Regions from separate parts of the Oryza sativa genome. Here region 2 is linked to region 1. The links are chromatin contacts, called in public HiCAR-type maps. All regions are on one chromosome and are shown on one strand. The core of a region is the stretch at or near the end of the contact, and the rest is flanking DNA. Distances in the headings are between cores, read along the strand shown.

The links. HiCAR-type assays count read pairs that join an accessible place to other places.
Region 2: a contact with region 1 is called in a HiCAR-type map of leaf, with 2.1 times the contacts expected there. The contact joins the promoter of LOC4341232 here to the promoter of LOC9271037 in region 1. A contact is called at or near these places in 2 of 15 Hi-C or Micro-C datasets (leaf mesophyll and an unstated tissue) and 1 of 4 datasets of contacts at active chromatin or transcription factors (leaf).

What each region holds. Positions count from the first base shown.
Region 1 is chr6:21,120,466-21,125,012 of ASM3414082v1, forward strand. It overlaps LOC9271037, which reads left to right and starts at 1,710. Exons shown (of 1, transcript XM_015787330.3): 1 at 1,710-2,678. The coding sequence starts at 1,862. The coding sequence ends at 2,263.
Region 2 is chr6:21,255,356-21,259,544 of ASM3414082v1, forward strand. LOC4341232 (arogenate dehydrogenase 2, chloroplastic) reads left to right here and starts at 2,515. Exons shown (of 6, transcript XM_015786457.3): 1 at 2,515-3,128; 2 at 3,857-4,024; 3 at 4,186-4,189. The coding sequence starts at 2,601.

The sequences.
Region 1 (4,547 bases), core at 460-2,959:
TGGCTTTTGCACCGGTAGCAGCCGGCAAAAGTAATCTAAGTACATCCTTAAATTTATAACTACATGGACATCAGGGCATTCAAGAATTTTGGCAGCCTGCCTGCTGGCTGGAAATTAAAACTCAAGTTTTCAGCTTGCAAGAGTAACAAACTGGTCCAAACACCGTGCATCTTTTAAGTCATTGTCGTTTGCCTTTTGCTCTGGCTATTTGATGCTGTCTTGAAGGCATACACTACAACACTCGTTTCTAACATCATGTCAACAAAACTTATTTAAAATTGTACTGAAGTAGTTTTAATGGCTGATATGTTGATTCATTTTCATGTGAAGAATACAAACAATTTCATCCATATTGTAATTACTGCATGAAAACATATCACTATAAAAAGTGATGGGAAGTCATATTACTCTGTCAGTACTTTTTGGTACTTGCATCCAAATTGTTGGCCAATCACTGCAGAGCAAATGTTGCCGGACAGTAATTCAGTGTAAGTTAGATCTTGAAAGTCTTTAACTCCAATTGTTTGACCTTAATCTATTCTCATCCTTCAACCATGGGAAACTTTATTATATTAGAGAATTCCTTTCCTCTGAAGTTTCTCTATGATTCGTAGTACAATGCAAAAAAGGCCTCGACCTTTTTACCACTCTCACCTAATCTAATTGTTGTGAAGAAAAAGAGAGAGAGAGAGAAGTGGCAGTTGATGATGTTAGTCTCTACTGTCTGGGCCCAGTATGATTACAAGAATGACATGCTAATTGGTTTGTTAAGCTGTTATGGAAGTCGGATGGTGCCTTATCCTATCTTGAGGCTACCTCCACTATGCACATATATAATTGTATCAATTAATCAATTTATTAAATTAAATGTTAAAATAACCATATGAAAGGAAACTCATGATTTTAGAATTGATAATGTTTAACGCATTACTCTCGATTGGGAGAATCGAACCCGCGCCTCGAAGGCTCGAACAGACAATGTGCAAAAGAATGAGACTAGGGATTTACCACCAATCTTCATCCTTTTAGCGTGTATTAGGTGTGTAAGTGTGGTGTACACATATAGTAGCTTGTGCGCTTGCACCTTCAGCATAACCGAAACAAAGTAATGTGAAGAAGACTACCTGAAACAACTAAATGCAAAAATTGTGCACTTCCACTATATGTATATGAAATTCTAGAAATTTCTCTCTAATGTTGTGAACTTTTTACTTGTCTGGTATACTGCATCATCGTAGATATCAGAGATACTTGACTATTTTCTGTGTACTCCCTTCGTTTCATATATTATAAATTGCTTTGACTTTTTGATTTTTATTAAATTATAGAAAAATATAACAAGATAATTATAGTTTTATTAAGTTTAGCATTGAATATATTTTGATAGTTTTATTTATGTTGAAAATATTGTTATATTTTTTATAAATTTGATGAAAGCTAAAGAAGTTTAACTTAGAAACTTATAATATGAAACGGAGGTAGTAGTTGACTAGTATTTTCTTTCTTTTGATAAGATTTTCCCCATTATTTAAGACCCCTCTTCCCACAATCCCATTGTTAGATTCAATCGAGCCTGAATCTAAGCCATTCTCTGCCCCCCGGCCCAGAGAACCAGGTCAGTCAAAACCTTCTCTTTCTCCCAAAAAGGCAAAAAAAAAAAAAACCCTGCTGAGAGAGACACACTGAGCAAAAGAGGCTATATAAGTAACAGGTGCAGCTAAGTCAAGAGTAATCCCTCTTCAAATCCAAGAGTTTTTTTTTCTCCCTCTTTTTTCTTTGGCATTTCACCCCAGAGATCAGAAAACCAAAGCCAAATCCTCTCCTCATCTCCTCGCATGCAACCACGTACACCTCCTCGTCTATGATGGCTTCCTCCCGCGCCGCGCTGCTCGTCGCTGTTCTCCTCCTCCTGCTGGTCTCCTCCCTCTCCGTCCGAGCCGAGGCGGATCAGGTGGCGCGAGCGCCGGCGCTGGCGCCGGACGTTGCCGCGGCGAGCTGGGTACAGCAGGGATCGCAGGAAGCGGCGGCGCCGGGGCGGCCTGGAATGGGCATGGGCAAGAACGGCGCGGCGAGGTGGAGGAGGACGGCGGGGCGGCGCGGCCGGGGAGGAGGAGGAGGAGGCACCGGCGCGTGGGCGTTCTCGGCGATGCTGCCCCGTGGGTTCGTGCCGCCGTCGGGATCGTCGGCGTGCCACAACGACATGCCGGCCGCCGCCGCCGACGCGGAGTTCTTCGTGTGCGGCGGCGGCGACGGGAGCCCGTGATCGTCGACGACGACGACGACGAAGACGGCCGTGTTCGTTCCTGCCTGCCCGGTGCTGGACTTGTTCGATCAACAAATGAAGATCCAGTTCCAAGAGCTCATTCAAGAATAGGATGATGAGTTAGTTCTTGTTTCGATTCGTCACCTTCTCGGCTTCTCCCCTGTTCTTGAATTTGTAAAAAGGCGGAAAAAAACTTTTGTCCTCCGAAAATGAGTGCTTACACTACAATCTCTTGGACATTCCAGCTCTGTAAACTCCGATCTTCTTTAACTGCTCTTTGCTCTGAACCTGAGTGAACTTCAGAAAGGAGTTTCTTTTGTTTGCCATTGTTCTTACGAACATCTTCTCTGTTATTGTTTTTGTTGTTAAACCATCTGATCTGATACTAACTCAGAACATCATCTGAATACGATCATACAGATGACTCTCAAGTGTTAATTCCCGCTCGTTCTTGAGGCCGTCTGATCATGTCTGAACCGGTACTAAATCTTCCGGTCTGTCACTGCATTTATCGATTCAATCTCTCTTGTCCATGTGAGCTTAGCACACACAAATGCACACAACGCAAGAAAAAGAAAAAAAACAGAGAGGATGCTTTAGTCGTTTCTTTAAAGGAGAAAAAATATAGTGATTAATACAGGTAATGATCCACTTGTTCCAGAAACAACAATGACTAGCTGGTCCTGCATTCCACCATGGGTGAGGGTGACATCATTAAGCTAAGATTAAGCTATGCTTAGGCTGCATGTCAAGCAGTAGTAGCTCTCGCAGTTTCTTGGAGGCAGGAGCAGATCAAGCTAGCTTGGTGATGTGATGCTTTCCGGCGCCCTTCCGATCTTAAGCGTGCGGATTAAGGGAGGCCAATTGAACTAAACCACTACTAAACTGGCTAGCCACAATATAATCAAATCAATTACTAACATTTTCAAGGAAAAATTAACCAAATCGATTATCATGGTGAGTTCCCATGAAGCGGCCGGCCAGGTGACTGATAGGAATAGTAGTAGTAATCTATCTAGTGCTAGATAAGGGGAGCATGGCTAGTTAGCTGGTGTCGTAGCGTCTACTCCATGCAGCAAACAACGTCGCGCCGCTAGCTCCATCTTTTGCGAGGTTAGAGTTAACGTACGTACGCCCCATGTGAATGATGATTTGTGGGTGGATTAATTAATTCTTTAATAGCAATATCACAGGTATCAGAGGTACCATGCAGCTGGTACCATAACATGTATCAGGTAGCAGGTACTGTCTCATAGAAGGGTATCCAGTTCCAACGGGATACCGTTGTCTAGGTTTTCTGATTATAAATTATTGTTTGGTAGCAAATAAGTGGTATGACTTATAATCGTTTTAGATGAACTTATGCTATCTCTAGCCAGCAGAGATATCACAAGATATAACCCATAAGGCCATTAACAATGCAAGCTACACAAACTGAATGGCCTTGTGAAAAAAGTGTTTCCACGTTGGATATAACTACTCAAATTGTTTCCACGTTGGATATAACTACTCAAACAAACTCATCCTACAACACATGCATCCCTAGCAATACTGACACGAAATTTTCTATTTCAGCCCTTACGTTTTCTATTACAGTCCTCCCAAATAATAAATCCAGAATTTTATAAAAGGGACCCCAGCTATAGATGGCCATAAGGTCCGCCCGGCCCAGGCACGGGCGAGGCACGGCCCAAGGCGATCGGGCCGGCACGGTACGGTCAGCACTTCGGGTTGTGCCGTGCCGGCCCATGGGCTGCACCTCAGGCCCAGGAACAGCCCACCAGTAGTCGGGCCGTGCCGTGCCGGCTTGAAGGCACAGGCGGCCCATCTTGCCTTTTCTAGAATAAGTCTATTTCCTCTCCCTCCTCTTTGGGCTGTGACATATATATAGCTAAAATAAGTCTATTTACAACCCTACTCTTTGGGCCGTGCCATATAATAAGTCTATTTTGCCTCCATATTCTTCGTGACGTGCATTACATATGGTTGAGAAAAAGTCTGTTCGCATCCCTAAACTTCGGGCCTGGCCGTTCCGGCCCAGTGTGCTGAGGTAGCAACCCAGGCACGACACGGCTGTTGGGCCGGGCCGGCACGAGCACAACCGGAGTCGGGCCGTGCCATGCCTGGGCCAGGCCAAAATTACCGGGCCTCGGGCGGGCCATCGGTCCTCGGGCCATATGGCCATCTATAACCCTAGCAACCACAAAATAATCACAAAGGGAGTAAAACAACCGTCACTCTCCACTCCCCAACCGTCACAAGGGAGTGTGACATCCTATTCTGC
Region 2 (4,189 bases), core at 1,265-3,764, 140 kb after region 1:
AAATAAAATCAATTGCAAAAACAACAGCCTTCCCTTGAAGCCTGCATTAAACACTTATTTCCCCTGGCTTGCTGAGTACTCCCGTACTCACCCTTGCTCTATATAAATATTCCCCCCCAGTTGCTGAAGAAGATGACGCGGATCCTGCTGATGAGGAGTTCTTCCAGGAGCAAGCCGGTTACGACGAGTTTTAGGGTTTCGACCTAGTTCCCAAGTCGCGCCTGTGATGATTGGTCCAAGTCCTGGCTTCCGCTTTCCTTTTGTAATGCAGTTATGAGCTCGGGATCTGTCCGCAGCCCAACATGACTGTACTTCTACTCTATAATAAAGAGACCTCTGTTGCTGTGATATTCTGTCTCCCTGTGATACCAGCACTGTTTCCTGGGACTGGTATCGATTAACAGGTTAAATTGGAGCGTCACGGGCTAGTCCCGGTCGGGACTAGTTCGGGGCGTGACATTTACTTGGCTTTCTAACTATTCTATGAGTTATATAGATACATGCCCCCCAGTTATTTTTTATCCTACGTCCACCCCTAGTCACTGCACTCTCAAAAGTCATTACCCTGGAAATGCGCCTATGTACAACTTGAGCTGGCCAAGGGCCAAGGCATAATCGGTATTCGGTCATGAAATAGTTCAGTCCAATAAAACCCCGAATCCAATTGTACTGCTTTCCCATTACAAATGTTGTCCTATTGGGGAATTTAGTAGGTCTAATGGGCAAGCATGGTCCGTGTGTATCTCGTTCGTGTGGGTAGATCTAGCCATCTAGGGTCTCATTATTTGAATTATACTTATTACTCCTCCGTTCCTAAATATAAGGGGTTTTGGTTGGATATGACACATCCTAGTAAAACGAATCTGGACAGGCTTGATGTCCAGATTCGTTGTATTAGAATACATCACATCCAACCAAAATCCTTTATAGTTAGGGACGGAAGGAGTACTTATAAGCTAAAATTTAAATTTTTGAATTTGATTTTTTTCATCGTAGTTTATTTTACAGTATTTGCTTTTGAGTCGATAAGGACATGCATTTAAAAGGTTTACTCACAAAATGATCTTTTATTTTCTAATGGGCGAACATGTTAAATCTAGTCCGGGTGTGTATCATCATGAGAAGCTATCTAAAAATACTTTATATTCCCTATAAAATCATTTGAATCAGAATCGAATGTATAAACTTTTGGTATACGAAGTGACCTTAATTAGAAAAGGAAATCCGTGTGGGTGAAAAATAGAAAATGGAAGTGCGGATCGATTGCGTGCGGCCGTAGGCCATAGCCCATTCGTCAGTAGGCCTGGTTGTTGCCGAGATTTGCAACCCGAAGTAAGGAAGGGATAAGTCCACTTTGATTCCTTGGCCAATCTGATTTATGTCCTTGAACTATCTTGATCCCCTAATTATTAAAATCATTGTAATTTAATTCCTAAGCGGTTTTGAGAGTGGTTTTGAGACTCCCCAGTGCTAGTTGGACTAGGCAAACGTGCTACGTCAGCGAAAACCACTTTTAGAACAGTCGAGGGAGTCAAATTAGATCAATTTTAATAGTTAGAGAATCAAGATATCATATATTATAGTTGAGGGATACGAATTGGATTAGATCTATATTACGAGGGAGTAAAAGTGGAGTTATTAATTCGTTGGGAAGAATGCAACAGATTTTGAAAGCATATGCAGCTTTGAACAAAATAAGGTGACAAGGAGAAAACAACGATGGTGCAGACCTGCTGTGGGTAAACTGAAGATAAACTCTGATGGAGCTTATATAGCTGAAACAGGGGAAGGAGGATGGGGTTTTGTAATTCGGGATTCGGAGGGAGAGGTTATCCTGTCAAGTGCTGGTAAGATATCTTGTCTGCTAGATGCTTTCCAGGCGGAAGTTGTGGCGTGCTTGGCCGGAGCAAGGGCCGCGAATGCACTAGGAATGGGCCATATCGTTTTTGAAACTGATTCCATTATCTTGAAGCAAGCAATGGATACCGATGATCACAGACTTGCAGCAACGGGTGGCTTGTTTTATGAATCGAAGAAGCTGATCGGAAGTAATTTCCTTTTCTGTTCCTTTGTTTTTGCGAAACGAGAATGTAATAGAGTAGCGCATGCTTTAGGAGCTTTGGGTTGTAAATGTCCTCGGAACACTGTTGAACAATGGGACAGTATGCCTCCGGGCATGGAGGACTTGGTGACCAGCGATTTTGCTGAGTCCTTAAGTTAATGGAAAGTTCTTTTCCTCTCAAAAAAAAATCGTATTGGTCTCTCGAGCCCATTTTGCCAGCCCAATAAGCCCGGTCGTGGGCCCTTATTTTCTATAATCGGGGGACAGTAAAAAAAAACACAATTTGACCACGTTGACCAATTGTATAAAATTGGGGACGACACAGGTGAAAAACAGCCGCGCCATTTTGACCAACCGCGGTCGAGACGGGTGGCCCCCACCACCTACCACACTCACTGATGAGTGATGACTGATCTATCAACCAAACCAACTCCCAACTCCTCCCTCCCTCCGCCGCGCCACGCCCACCCACGCATCCATCCATCGATCGCAGCCAAATTCTACTCGAGCTGAGCGCTCCGAGCTCTCTCGATCGATCATGGCGTCCTCCCCGCGCCATTCCACCCACCACCCCACCTTGCTCCTCCGCCGCCACTACCCCAACTTCTGCGCCCTCGCCCCCCTCCGCCCGACCAGGCAACTCCCCAGCCTTCCCCAGCAGCAGCTGCAGCAGAAGCAGCACGTTGGCCATGATCCGTCGCCGTCGGAGCCCACCACCGCGGCCGCCTCGCCGGCGACGGCGGCGGCGGCGGGGGCGCTGCGTGTGGGGATCGTCGGGTTCGGCAACTTCGGGCAGTTCATCGCGGGGGGGATCCAGCGGCAGGGGCACGCGGTGCTGGCCACCTCCAGATCCGACTACTCGGGCTACTGCGCCCGCCACGGGATCCGCTTCTTCGCCACCGCCGACGAGCTCTGCGAGGCCGGGCCCGACGTCCTGCTCGTCTGCAGCTCCATCCTCTCCACCGAGGCCGTCGTCCGCGCCATCCCCTTCCGCAAGCTCCGCCCCGGAACCCTCGTCGCCGACGTGCTCTCCGTCAAGCAGTTCCCCCGCAACCTCCTCCTCGAGGTACATACACCAACACTTTCACCAGCAAACACATCACATCAATTCAATCGTCCATTGATCGCACTGGTTGCTAGTAGCCACCAACACCATCTCTCGAATCAGATTTTGCTGCCTCCAATTCGATATGACCATGTCACTGTCATTGGAGATTAGCCACACTAATCAGCATCCAACACGTACCGACCAACCTACTAGAAGAAACTCTAAACTAGGGGGAGTCATCCGTCTTGAAAGGCGGAGGATAGTACTATTCTTTTGGTCTTGTTGGTTAGTGACTTTGTGGTAGTGACATCGACACACTAGACATTTTTTGATTCGAGGTCCTGCCAAGCACACGACGCCAACACACATTTGGCTTGATGTGGGATGTGTAACTGCACTACCGCTAGTATTAGTACAATGGTGCTCTCTCTGGTCGAGAAACATGTTACTAGTGTTTTGGACACTGATAGGCCTCTAAGATACAACTTTGACCAGACTCTTTATATTGTCATTTATTTGTAAAACATGATAAACTTTGGATATTATGAAAGTGCTCTCCGAGAAAAATCTACAAATCATTTTCATGCAGCACCACCAGTTAAAAATATTTGAAATGATATTGATGTTTAAAGCTCTAAAGTTTGATTTAAAGCACACCCAAAACAACATGCTTTCATGACTAGATCGGAATACTACATTAGCTTGACTTCATTAGTTAATTATTGTGGAGTGATACATTTTGTTAGATCCTCCCTCCGGGGTTCGGGATTGTATGTACGCACCCCATGTTTGGGCCGGAGAGTGGAAAGCATGGCTGGAGTGGGCTACCTTTTGTCTATGACAAGGTCCGTGTTGCCAAGGAAGGGGATCAGGCGGCCAAGTGCGAACAGTTCTTGAGCATCTTTGAGCGGGAGGTAATTCGGTTGATTGATTTATCTGTCAGAATTTTATGTTCTTGCTAGTTACAGTGGATAAAACCAGTGGAGTAGTTCTTGATACCTGAAATAACTGATGACAGTTACTGAAGGCGTGCAAACTGGTTGTGTTTCATTTTGTTTCTTTCTATTACTGGCAGGGAT